Linked DNA regions of Mus musculus: region 2 is linked to region 1. The links are chromatin contacts, called in public Hi-C maps. All regions are on one chromosome and are shown on one strand. The core of a region is the stretch at or near the end of the contact, and the rest is flanking DNA. Distances in the headings are between cores, read along the strand shown.

The links. A called contact is a pair of places that touch in the nucleus more often than the background predicts.
Region 2: a contact with region 1 is called in a Hi-C map of uterus, with 6 times the contacts expected there. A contact is called at or near these places in 8 of 484 Hi-C or Micro-C datasets (bone marrow-derived macrophages, embryonic stem cells, reprogramming fibroblasts and 2 more), 5 of 130 datasets of targeted methods (the NIH/3T3 cell line, embryonic stem cells, fibro-adipogenic progenitors and 2 more) and 1 of 9 other capture datasets (embryonic stem cells).

The regions. Positions count from the first base shown.
Region 1 is chr19:23,406,337-23,411,898 of GRCm38.p6, reverse strand. The region is part of intron 2 of Mamdc2 (MAM domain containing 2); the gene reads left to right. Among named protein-coding and RNA genes, the nearest start is that of Mamdc2, 39 kb to the left of the region's middle.
Region 2 is chr19:23,514,255-23,519,476 of GRCm38.p6, reverse strand. The region is part of intron 1 of Gm34012 (a long non-coding RNA gene); the gene reads right to left. Among named protein-coding and RNA genes, the nearest start is that of Gm34012, 20 kb to the right of the region's middle.

The sequences.
Region 1 (5,562 bases), core at 14-2,513:
CAAGAGTAAAACATAATGGAAGGTTTGCTGCCAATTTAGTGGATGCCATCAATATTATCATTACTGAAAAGACAAGCAGTGTATGCTTCTCTTATGTGGTGGAACCTGAGGGTCTGGTAGAAGGAATTGGAGCCTAGCCTGGGTTACTCAGTAAGACCCTGTCTCAAAACAAAACCAGACACAGAAAATAAAGTATCTTTTTTTTTTTAGTTGGGAACTAATAGGAGAGGAGAGGGATGAAAAAGATGAGGGTAGAAGTGTATACAGAGAATCTGCTCAAAGATCACTATGTGCTTTCGTGGTCTCAGTTAGACTAGCAAATAAAATAACATTAAAAGAAAGAGAGAATTTGGTTCTCAGTGATCCCAGGTTCTATCACTGTATGAAGTTTCTGACAGGACCTAACTTTCCAAGGATCAAATTTCCCATTCTGGCCAGGGTCTTTCTCTTCAGGATTCATGGTTATCTTAAATTCCAGTTCCTTGCTCAGTTGTCTCAATCTATGATTTTGCTTACGCTTGACCAATAGTGGCATCTTCGTGCTTCTCAAACATGTTCTACAATAGCAACCGGGGCTCATCTGGCCCTAACTGCAAATCTCTGGGCGGTAGCACTGATATTCACACTTTAGTTGAAACTGTCTTTGTTCTGGTAAAGCTTCCCTGGGTTTGCATCTAGCCAATGTGGGCTTTCCCCCCACCAGGCCATGTTGTATTTCTAATCTCAATAGCTGCATTCCCAAAGTCTTGAATCAACAGCAGATTACCACGCATGTGTTCCCATCTCAGCCACACTAAAACCTAAGCCTTAGAAAGGCATAGCCCAAAATGAAAACATATTTTTATTAGCTTCTATTTAAGATGCAACAGAGCCCTGCGAGGAAATGAGAAATGGACTGTCAGTGAGTTCAGCTCTCATTTCCTAGGTTAAGTGTTTACAAATATGTGGTTTTAAAGAAGGCGGTTTTGCCTTCTGACAAGCCAAGTGTGTTTGAATTTGTGGTGCTTGTACATCTTGTACCTGAGAAGCACTGAATATTTGCAATAAAGTGTTGTACGAAATAAAACAATAACAAGAAACCCGCAAAATAAAACAAACCCCTATGGGAAGACTCCCCTGATCTGGGCAAGATGAAATTCTCTCCAGAGTGGAATAACTTGTCCAGGTACTGACAGGGGTGCTTCACCATCAGTGTGATCTTTGCAGCTGGAAAACATCTTCTTGGACTGCTTGATGGGGTTATTGAACTTTGGCCTTTCTCCAAAGACATTGGAGGAACCCATTGGAAAAAAACAAAACCCACTCTTCTGCAGTGATTTATAAACAGTCTGTTAGCAGCTTTCAAATAATGTGAATTATGTGCAAGACGCAAGCAGCTTTCAGAGATCAACGGCATCATTTTATGGCACTTTGCTCAACGGCATTTGACTTTGACATTATGTTTCTTAAGGTTCCTGGAAGTTTTGTGCTCAGCAAGTCTGTTGATGTCTTGTTTCCAGAAGCACAGATGAGCACTAACATTTTTATTTTTTGCAAGTAAGTTTTCCCCGCTCTGCCTTGCTGGGGATGGAACTCAGGGCCTTGGTCAGTGCACATGGCAGGCAAGTATTCTGTCAATGAGATTCAGCCTCGGTGCAGTAAAGTGTATTGTAATAAATTGGCATGCATTGTTTTTTTAGTTAATGCTACTGTACACTTGAACAAGTCCAGTTCTACAAACATAACTTCTATGTGCAGTAGGAAAGAATCACTTGACTTATATTGTCGTGCGGTTCACTTTATTGTAGTCATCTTGAAGGGTACTGTGATTGTTCTGAGATGTGCCTGAATGGACCAGGAGGAGTTCATTTATGACTCTGGTTTAGTTGTGACTCTTATCTCACCAAGATGACACTGGAAATGGAAGGGCTCTGTTTTTCTCTGGTCTGTCCCACAATCTCCATCTTCCAGTCCAGTCCTGCAGCATCTCATCTGTGTTGTTCTGCTCTGTGCCCTACATTCATTGACTAGGGACCTTTACTACGTCAATGTGAGCCAAGAGAACATTGAGCAGACATTGAAAGCTCAGTCCTTATCGCTGTGTTACTCTTGTGATCTTAGGGACTTTGGAGAATCTGATTGAAAAGCAAGCAAATAGTGCTCCCCTACAAAGCATTCAGATGTCTGAAAGCTTATGGTGAACCTTGAAAATCAACACCTGGGTACCAGAGTAAGAAGTCTGGACTTATTACCCTTACATCAGTTATATCATTTGGAATGGAGGCTCCTTCTTATATAAACTGAAGGCATGACCACTCCAAGGTACAGTGCAGAGAGAGAAAGTAGTAGACTGAACATGGCCAGCAGACTGGACTTGGCCATGAGAAGAGAGACAAGGGGAGAAAGAGCTGAAGAAAGTGAGTAAAGACCAAGAGAGAGGGGCAAAAAGAGAGAGCATGGAGAAAGGACAAAGAAAGGAAGACAAAAGAGGGGAGTATGGTCAACATGACAGAGTTATAAGAAGAGTGAGAAGCTGGGGCAGCAGGAAGCCCATGAGCTGGAGAAGTTTAGGGTAAAGAGCAGGATGAGAAGAACCAACATGCTAGTATGCTCTCTGAAATGTGTAACTGGCACTTGTGATACTGAGGGAGCCTGAAGGCCAGCATGTGTTTAGTATGCTAATAAGCACCACGGAGAGCCATTTGTCCCTTCTGCCAGTGGTAAGGGAAATGGTGCCTTTGTTAGAACTGGCTCCTTTGGAATGGGTGCAGAATTTGGGGAGCAGTGTTTCCTTTGAACTTAATACTTCTAACTCATTTGCCATTTGTTTTAGAACATAAGAGCTTTTGCTGTAGTAAAATACCCACGGGTGGATGTTGTGTTTTATAAAAAGATACAGAAAAGCCAGGGATATGTTTGGTGGAGGAGAGGTATGGTGTGGGGGAAGGGGGTACCTCTGTGGGCCCATGCTGAGACATCACTTCCCCACCCCCAGGTACCAGCCACAGGATGGTATAGTATAGACTAGAGTTTATTTAGAGCATGGGGAGTGGAGTTAAGCCAGTAGTAGAGACAGAGAAAGGGAGAGAGAGGAGAGAGAGAGAGAGAGAGAGAGAGAGAGAGAGAGAGAGAGGAGGGGCAAGCAGCCACCTTTTATAATGAGTCATGCACACCTGGCTATTGCCAGGTAACTGTGGCGTGGAGCCTAGACTAAATGCCAACAGTGGATATTTCATCCAGTTCACAGTTTTAGAGTTTGAAAAATCCAATAGTATCAACCATATAGCCTCAGTGGGAGAGCTTCTGTATATGTCACAGTATGATGGTTAGCATGATGGTAAGAGCTCATGACTGGAAGAGGGAGCAGTCACATGGTACAAAGGGACATACAGGATCTGGGAGGCCAGGCTAACTCTTCCTAACAGCCCTCACATAGGAACAAACCCAGATCCCAAGAGAACTATCTCAATCCCTTCCAGGGGGTGGCACCTCAGCAACCTAATTTCTTGATGCCTCCATATCCCCACATTGCCACACTGCAGACTATGCTCCTAATAGTTTGCCCTATTGTATCCAAACCACTGTGGCATTCCAGGTGGTGGCTTTATTCTTGGGGGCTCAAATAGTGGCAAATATCCCAGTAGCAATTGCATTTCAGGCAGGGATACAAACATTTCAGGCAGGGTTACTTTGTAGAGATAATTTCTAAAGATGTTTTCTCCAGAGTTGTGCTTAAAATTTATGGTGATATGTAAGGATGGCCCCTGTGCATAAGACACAGTTAAACAGGTGATCACTGTCTTAGTTAGAATTTTATTGCTGTGAAGAGACACCATGATAAAGGTAACTCTTATAAAGCCCAACATTTAATTGGAGCTGATTTACAGTGTCAGAGGAGGTTTAGTCCATTATCATCATGGCGGGAAGCATGGCAGCATGCAGGCAGATATGGTGCTGGGAGAGCCAAGAGTTGATTCAAAGGGAGCATGGATCACACTGGCCATATTTGAACATATATATAAGACCTCAAAGCCATGCCTCCACAGTGACACAGGTTCTCTAACAAGGTTACACCTCCTCGAATAAGGTCATACCTCTTAATAGTTCCACTTCCCATGAGTCAAGCATATTCAAACCACCACAAAAAAATCCATGTAAATCTGTTTTGTAAGTAAAGTTCAAAGAGTCATCAAACATGTGGCTGTTGCGTGTAATTTTAATAATCACACTTAATCTAGCTAGGCTCTGGGACTAGCAGCCACTCACCTGCCATCTAGTCAGCCCCCATGGCTAGCTAACACTTTCCTGAGATCCCAGTTATGTTCCCAGAACAGCTACCAACTGTATCCCCAAGAATGCAGCCAATTCCTCTTTGTGGGGTGCCAAAAATAGCCATATCACCCAGCTCCCACGGCTACCTTGATGAGCTGCCCCACACTCGTCCCTCCTAGGAAAGCCTAGAGCTTCCCCTCGTGCGGTCCACCAACTGACAGCCGCAGAGGTTGGTTCTGCCAATGGCCAACGATCACTCTATGGTTATGCCCTCTCTCTTGCTTACCTGAATCTTCATGAATGGAAAACACCAGACAATCTTAATATTTTAAAATCAGCCAAATGACACAACCGCTGGACTCAGAAACTATTGTCCTAAACTCATCAACTGTTCTATATTAGAATTCATCTGTCTTCTTCTCTCCATAGCCTGTTTGAAAAACCTTTTCTCAATTTCTTCTCCTCCTCTTCCACCTGGGACCTGGAAAACCTGCCTCTATATTTTCGTCCAGCAATTAGCTTCTGCTGTCTTTATTTAATCAGACAAATAGGTAATTTCCCCCTACATGTGCAGAAGGTCACAACCTCAGCTCATGCCAGGGTCTGTCTCCTCTCTCTTTTCAACTCTCTAGAACGTGTTTTTAAGTATTGGCCCCAGGAACTTCACCCCACAGACCTTCTCATTTTCTTCCCCTCCATCCGTACCATTGTCCTGGGTACATGGTCTCAGGAAGGGTCAGTATCACGGAAGCATATCCCATATGGATTCTAAGAGCAGAGTGTGGTGATGGTGGCACCCATCCTGAGCTGCCAACATCACCAGGAAGAAATTCAGACAACTTACTAAGATGAGCACGTTACTCAGCTCCATTGTAGCTGCCTGGCACGTTCCTGTTCAGGGATGTTTCAGTAGCCGCAAACATCACTGGGCTGCAGGGCTTGAGGATGCCTGATGGTAGGGTGAGTTGGTGTCAGCCTGATTTCCTCTCACCACTGAGTTACAAACAGGATGACCCAACAATCCTGTAGACAGTTGCCTTGATCTACACCAACCTAAGGGAACTTTACCTGCCTGATGCACATGTGTGCATGACGGATGAAAGGGGGATATATAGCACAAACAGAGAGGAACCATCATGACAAATCAAGAGAGAGAGATCCCAGAAGAAATGCAAATGCCTTATAATTAGTAACTTGAGCAACATCTTTTCCCTACTCTTTCAAAGAGGGAGCTCTGCGTTTTTCTTTTGAACTGAATCCCCAAATTATACATCCCATCCTGCTGTGTCTTACAGGCCAGCCACACCGTTA
Region 2 (5,222 bases), core at 2,702-5,201, 100 kb before region 1:
AATCTGTGCTGTTTGAAGCCAGAAACTCCATGGAAATATGTTTCAGCAGCAACAGCAAACTAATACAAGCCTGGTGTTTCCGAGCTAGAAAACCACTGTAAGAGGAATGGCACAGAAGAGTGGCAGTGAGCACATCCCAGTATTATCAGGTGGTACAGGATGCACAAGTATGACACTTGTCATTGATAAAAGTTTGAATTTGCTTATTATAGAAGTTGCCTGAAAATACTAGAAAAGAATGTTAATACCAAAAGCAAGCTTATAAAGGAACGCATTCTCTTCAAATAGGGTGATTCTGGTTTTAAAGTTATTAGGTTTATTTTTCAAGGACACATCTGTATCAAACAAACAAACAAACACTCAAAGAAGGTTTGGATAAAATCCCTAAGGATAGTAATTTGCATATAAGAGAAACAAATGTAGACCAAGTCATGAAAGATTTAGGGAGATTTATAGTTGACTGAACAGATGTACCAGAGTGTGTTGTCTACTGGAACAGAGCCATTTAGGAAAAACAAAAGCAAAAGGCAGGCCAGTCTTCTCAGCCACCCTTCATTAGTAATGTGCATGATGCTGTAAGGTACATTGTTACTACATGGCCAGCTCTGCAAAGAACATGGGCAGCTCTGCAAAGAGCATCCTTACTGCATGGGCAGCTCTGTGAAGAACATCGTTATTACATGGGAGGCTCTGTAAAGAATTTCCTTGCTACATTTTGTAGATAAAACAGTTGTTAAAACCATAACTGAAAAGAATTCATACTAAAAAGGATCTTCCTAGATTAGAAAAAGTGAGCAGATGCTAGAAGCGTGACAGGAGGGAGTGACAGTCAGTGCCGGCACAAGGCTTAAAATTTGTGAACTACAGCATAGACAATGTACGGAGACCTGGAATGCCAGCGATTCTTATTTCAGAAAAAAAAATATATGGAGATTTTATTTGATGATGAATGGAATTCAGGAAGAACATGGTCAAATTATAACTTCATTGGGTGGCAATATTAGAAACTGCCTAGATCCACTGCTGCTGGAGGAAGTATCAAGTTTTTCTCAAAACACAAGCAGAATGCAATGTGAGAGGATCTGAAGAAATAGAGAGTATTTCTTATATTTCACCTGAAGTGTGACCCTTGTCTTCTTGACAGCAGAGATTTGTTCTGTTTGAACATTTTTTAACTTACTATTAGTTCTTTGTGAATTTCCCATCATGCACCCCATTTCCACTCATATCCCCATCCCTTAGTATCTGCCCTCTGCCCTTGTAACTACCCCACAAAAGAGAGAAAAATAAGATAGAATCTTTAAAACAATCTTGTCCTAGAAACCATAGCATATCCCAGTGTGTCCCACAGTCTGCCCCTTTGTCCACACTTCTTTGTTTGCAAATGTCCACTAGTCTGTTTTGAGGCCCCTGGCATTTACTACACTATCAGGACTGCATCCTTACAGGGACTCCTCTCGGATATTCCGTTGCTGCCCTGTGTCATGGAGATCCTGCAGCTTTGGTTCTGCAGGATTGGCCCTTCATATTTGCCACCGGGGCCAGCCTGGCTGTGTTACTCAGGCAAGGAGAAGGAATCTGTTCTCCCCACTTTCCTGAATGCAGCCACTGGTGAGGGGCAAGGCTAGCTCTCTTGCTCTCATGACCTGGGACCAGCTCTCCCGCTTCACCACCAGCCAAGTGGACTATGCTACCCAGGAGAGGTATAAGGCCTGCTCCCCCTGAGTGCTGTAGATGGTGACGAGCAGAGCCAGCTCTCTTGGTTTCATGACTGTGAGTCCTGCTCTCCTACCTGCCACATTCAGTGAGAGGCAATAGTGGGAAGGCATCTCTCCCTCAACTAGGCCACCTATGTCCTGACCTACTAACACACTGGATGGACTAGGGTCTACCATTGGGGCCAGATAGAATGTTGGCCTTCAATTACCTCATGTCTAACTATTGGCGGAATTAGATACATCTCTGTGTTTTTCCATCATCTTTAAGATGTACCTAAGGATGGGATTTACCTATACAATTATTAGAATTAAGTAAGTTAAAATATATAAAGTACATATATTGTTGCTGGCATGCAATGGATCTAAGGGAAAAAAAAAACCCTACCAAGTTGCTATTGTTGTCATTCAAACTTCTCATGCATGGGCAATAAAAATGCAGAAATGAAGGAACAACCACCAGAGCATGAGGAAGGCAAGAGTCCAGGGGCTTTGCTGGGATTCTTTAATGATCTCCTCTGGGTCTTTCTGAAGCATTTAACCTTTGCTCCTGCCATGGTTGCAGGGTGAAGTCTACAACATCCTCATTGTTCTGAAGCCTTCCTCTTTACAGACCCAGAGTGATGCTTAGAACCTTTAGCTTTGACATGGCATTTCCTTAACTCTTTTCTCATGTGTGGACATGTCTCGCTCTACCAAGTTTGGCGCTGTTTTATATACGTCCTTCTATCTCCTACAACACCTAACAAGGTTTCATACAGGTGGTGCTATCCAAAATTGAATGCAGCTTTCCAGTATGCAGAGGACGGTTTTCAGAGCTTTCCTTTCCCCGTGGGTGTCAGACTGCAGTCAATCAAATCTCTTCTTTAGAATGGTATAGTATTGGCAATTAACCCATACATGACCTCCTCTGAACTTGACATCATTTTGAGATTACTTACAAAACCTATTACAATGTAAATGCTATATAAATAGCCATGGCTATGTATTGTTGAAGGAACAATTAAAAGAAAACTGTTCGAGTTTGGTTTAGACACCAGTTTTCCCTCCACATAGTTTTTATTTGCAGTTGGCTGAATTCTTAGAAATGAAGTCTACACAACTGAAGATAGGACTTAAACTAAGCTAAACCTGAAGTTTTGTAGCTTGTCTTGGGCAAAGTGATGGCGCATGTAATGACAGAGATAAACACAAAGGAGATGTTATTCAAACTAAAAAGTTCATGGGCTCATATTTGGGATAGAGTGAGATTATAATTGACTTTGGCTTAAGCTACAGAAACACTAAGACAGAACCCAATTCTTTGGTCCTTTTGGTCAGTCTCTTTTAAGTCAAGCACAGATGACATTATTCAATACGTTACAAGAATATTCCTCCATGGGAAGAAAAAAAATGTGTGTGTGGCCATGTGCGATGGTGGACTTAACATTTGTATTTTTCCAAAGTGAGTACTGTGAAAACATTAAACTCGTCAGTGCTCATGTTTGTTTTGCTGTGTAATTATGTGGCATCTAGTTAGATGTGCACCGAGTTTAGGTATGACCTTTAATGCTCGTGGCTCTGTGTAGTTCTATTTTTCTTTTCATAGTGATGCCTTTTGATGCAACCTTTGGGAGACACAACCATTGCTGGGCAACTCTGAACACATGAAGATGTCCTTTATTACAGTTTGGCTTCCAAGACAGCTGAGAAGGAGAAGGCAGGGTGAGCTATCACACTCTTCTTCATCCTCCCTTCGACCATAATGATGTCTATGCTTTCTGTACTATTCCAAGTACCCACACAGGGAGAGGAAAATAACATTATGGGAATGCTCTTTATTATTTCAGTCAATGTGGACTACTGAATCAACCCCTGGATTTACCGACAGAGGTAAAAAAAGGACCATCAGTCTAACACAGTGTGCAATTATCATGATTATAAATCAGAAGAGACGTTCTAAAAATATCAATTTCCTTTGGAGGGAAAAGTGGAAACCAAAATGCAATGTTTCATTTTTCTAGACTGTAGAGATGTTTTTCATGACTCTGATGAATGTAGAAGCTAACAATGAAAAAAAAATCCAATTAGGCAGAAAAATGTAACTCCCATCACAGGAACAATCCAGTCATGTGGTAACGGTCAACAGACAATAGACAGATGGCTGATAGGAAAGAGACATGAGGAGAGCTCAGAGCAGAATACCACAGTTCCTTCACCTCAAGCGCCTGAGTCAGGCTGCCTTGTTTTGTTGACACTGATGCTAAGGAAAAAGAGGGTCATGAGTCTGGACACCATTCCTCCTAACATTAACCATCTGCCCAAACGTAACCTATTTCATTCCTGGCTGACAGTCAGCTTTTTGTGCCTCTTTGCTTCATAGTGATTTTTGAAGCATCCCTACTGGTGGCCAGTACTCACTAATGTCACAGAGCAGTAGTTTGAAGGCCAGTTCCCTGGTTCTTTAATGACAAGCCCTGTCCATGCAATAAAAATTTGGAAATTCCAAGCGGGTGGCCAGGTGAACCCACGTTCCTTGGGGAACCTGGTTTGAGAACAGTTTATAGAAGGTTAGAATGAAGAGTTGAATGAAAGGGTACAAGGCCAAGGTTAAATACCTCTGGATGAAAAGGAAAGGGACTGGAGGCTATTTTGTCAAGGTTCCTCCACCTCCAGAAGCCGGGAAGAATCATTGTTCCCCTAATGTACCACAGCTGTTCAAACAGAGGTGCTAACCTCAACCATCTTAGCCAAAAGTGGCTGGAAAAATAATGTTTAAAAGAAGTGACAAGATGCTATCTCTAAAGTTGAAGGACTATACAACAAAAGCAGATTGGATGAGCAGGAAACTGGCACAGACACTCCTCAAACTACAGCATTTTGCTTAAAATGTGGCTTTCCTTTGATTTTTTTTTCTCATAGTGGGTTATTCCCATCTGAGTCTATGAGATCATATATAGATTACATAGCTAATTCTGGGGGGATTCTAAGAGATTTGGGGGCAAATCCACAATTAGCCAGACTCTCAGTTTTATAGTATGCCCCAAATTGAACTGAACCTTAAACTATTAAACAGAAAGGAAGTATCATTTTGGTCAGTTGTTTCCACATATAAAGAAAACTGTAAACAAATATGATGTAGGGCGTGGTTAGGGTTCTCTCCTGCCTTGGGTGTGTTCATGACTATGTATGGAGGTGCATGTGATATGTAATCACATAGATAACCTTAGATGTGATCCTCAGGATGGACACCCACACACTTTGATACAGGGTCTTTGTGGCCCAGAGCTTACAAACAAATTACATTAGACTGACTGGCCAGCGAGCCCTAAGGATCGTACTGTCTTTCCTTCTTCAGCACTGGGATTACAAGCTCATGCTATGCCACCATGCCCAGCTATTTCCATGGCTGGCTGCTGGGGATCCAGACCCTAATGCTTGTGACACTCGATGTTCGTTGACTGAGCTATCTTTGCAATTCTTGCCAGGGGCTCTGGCTGCACAGGACAGGGATGCATTCAATTTGCC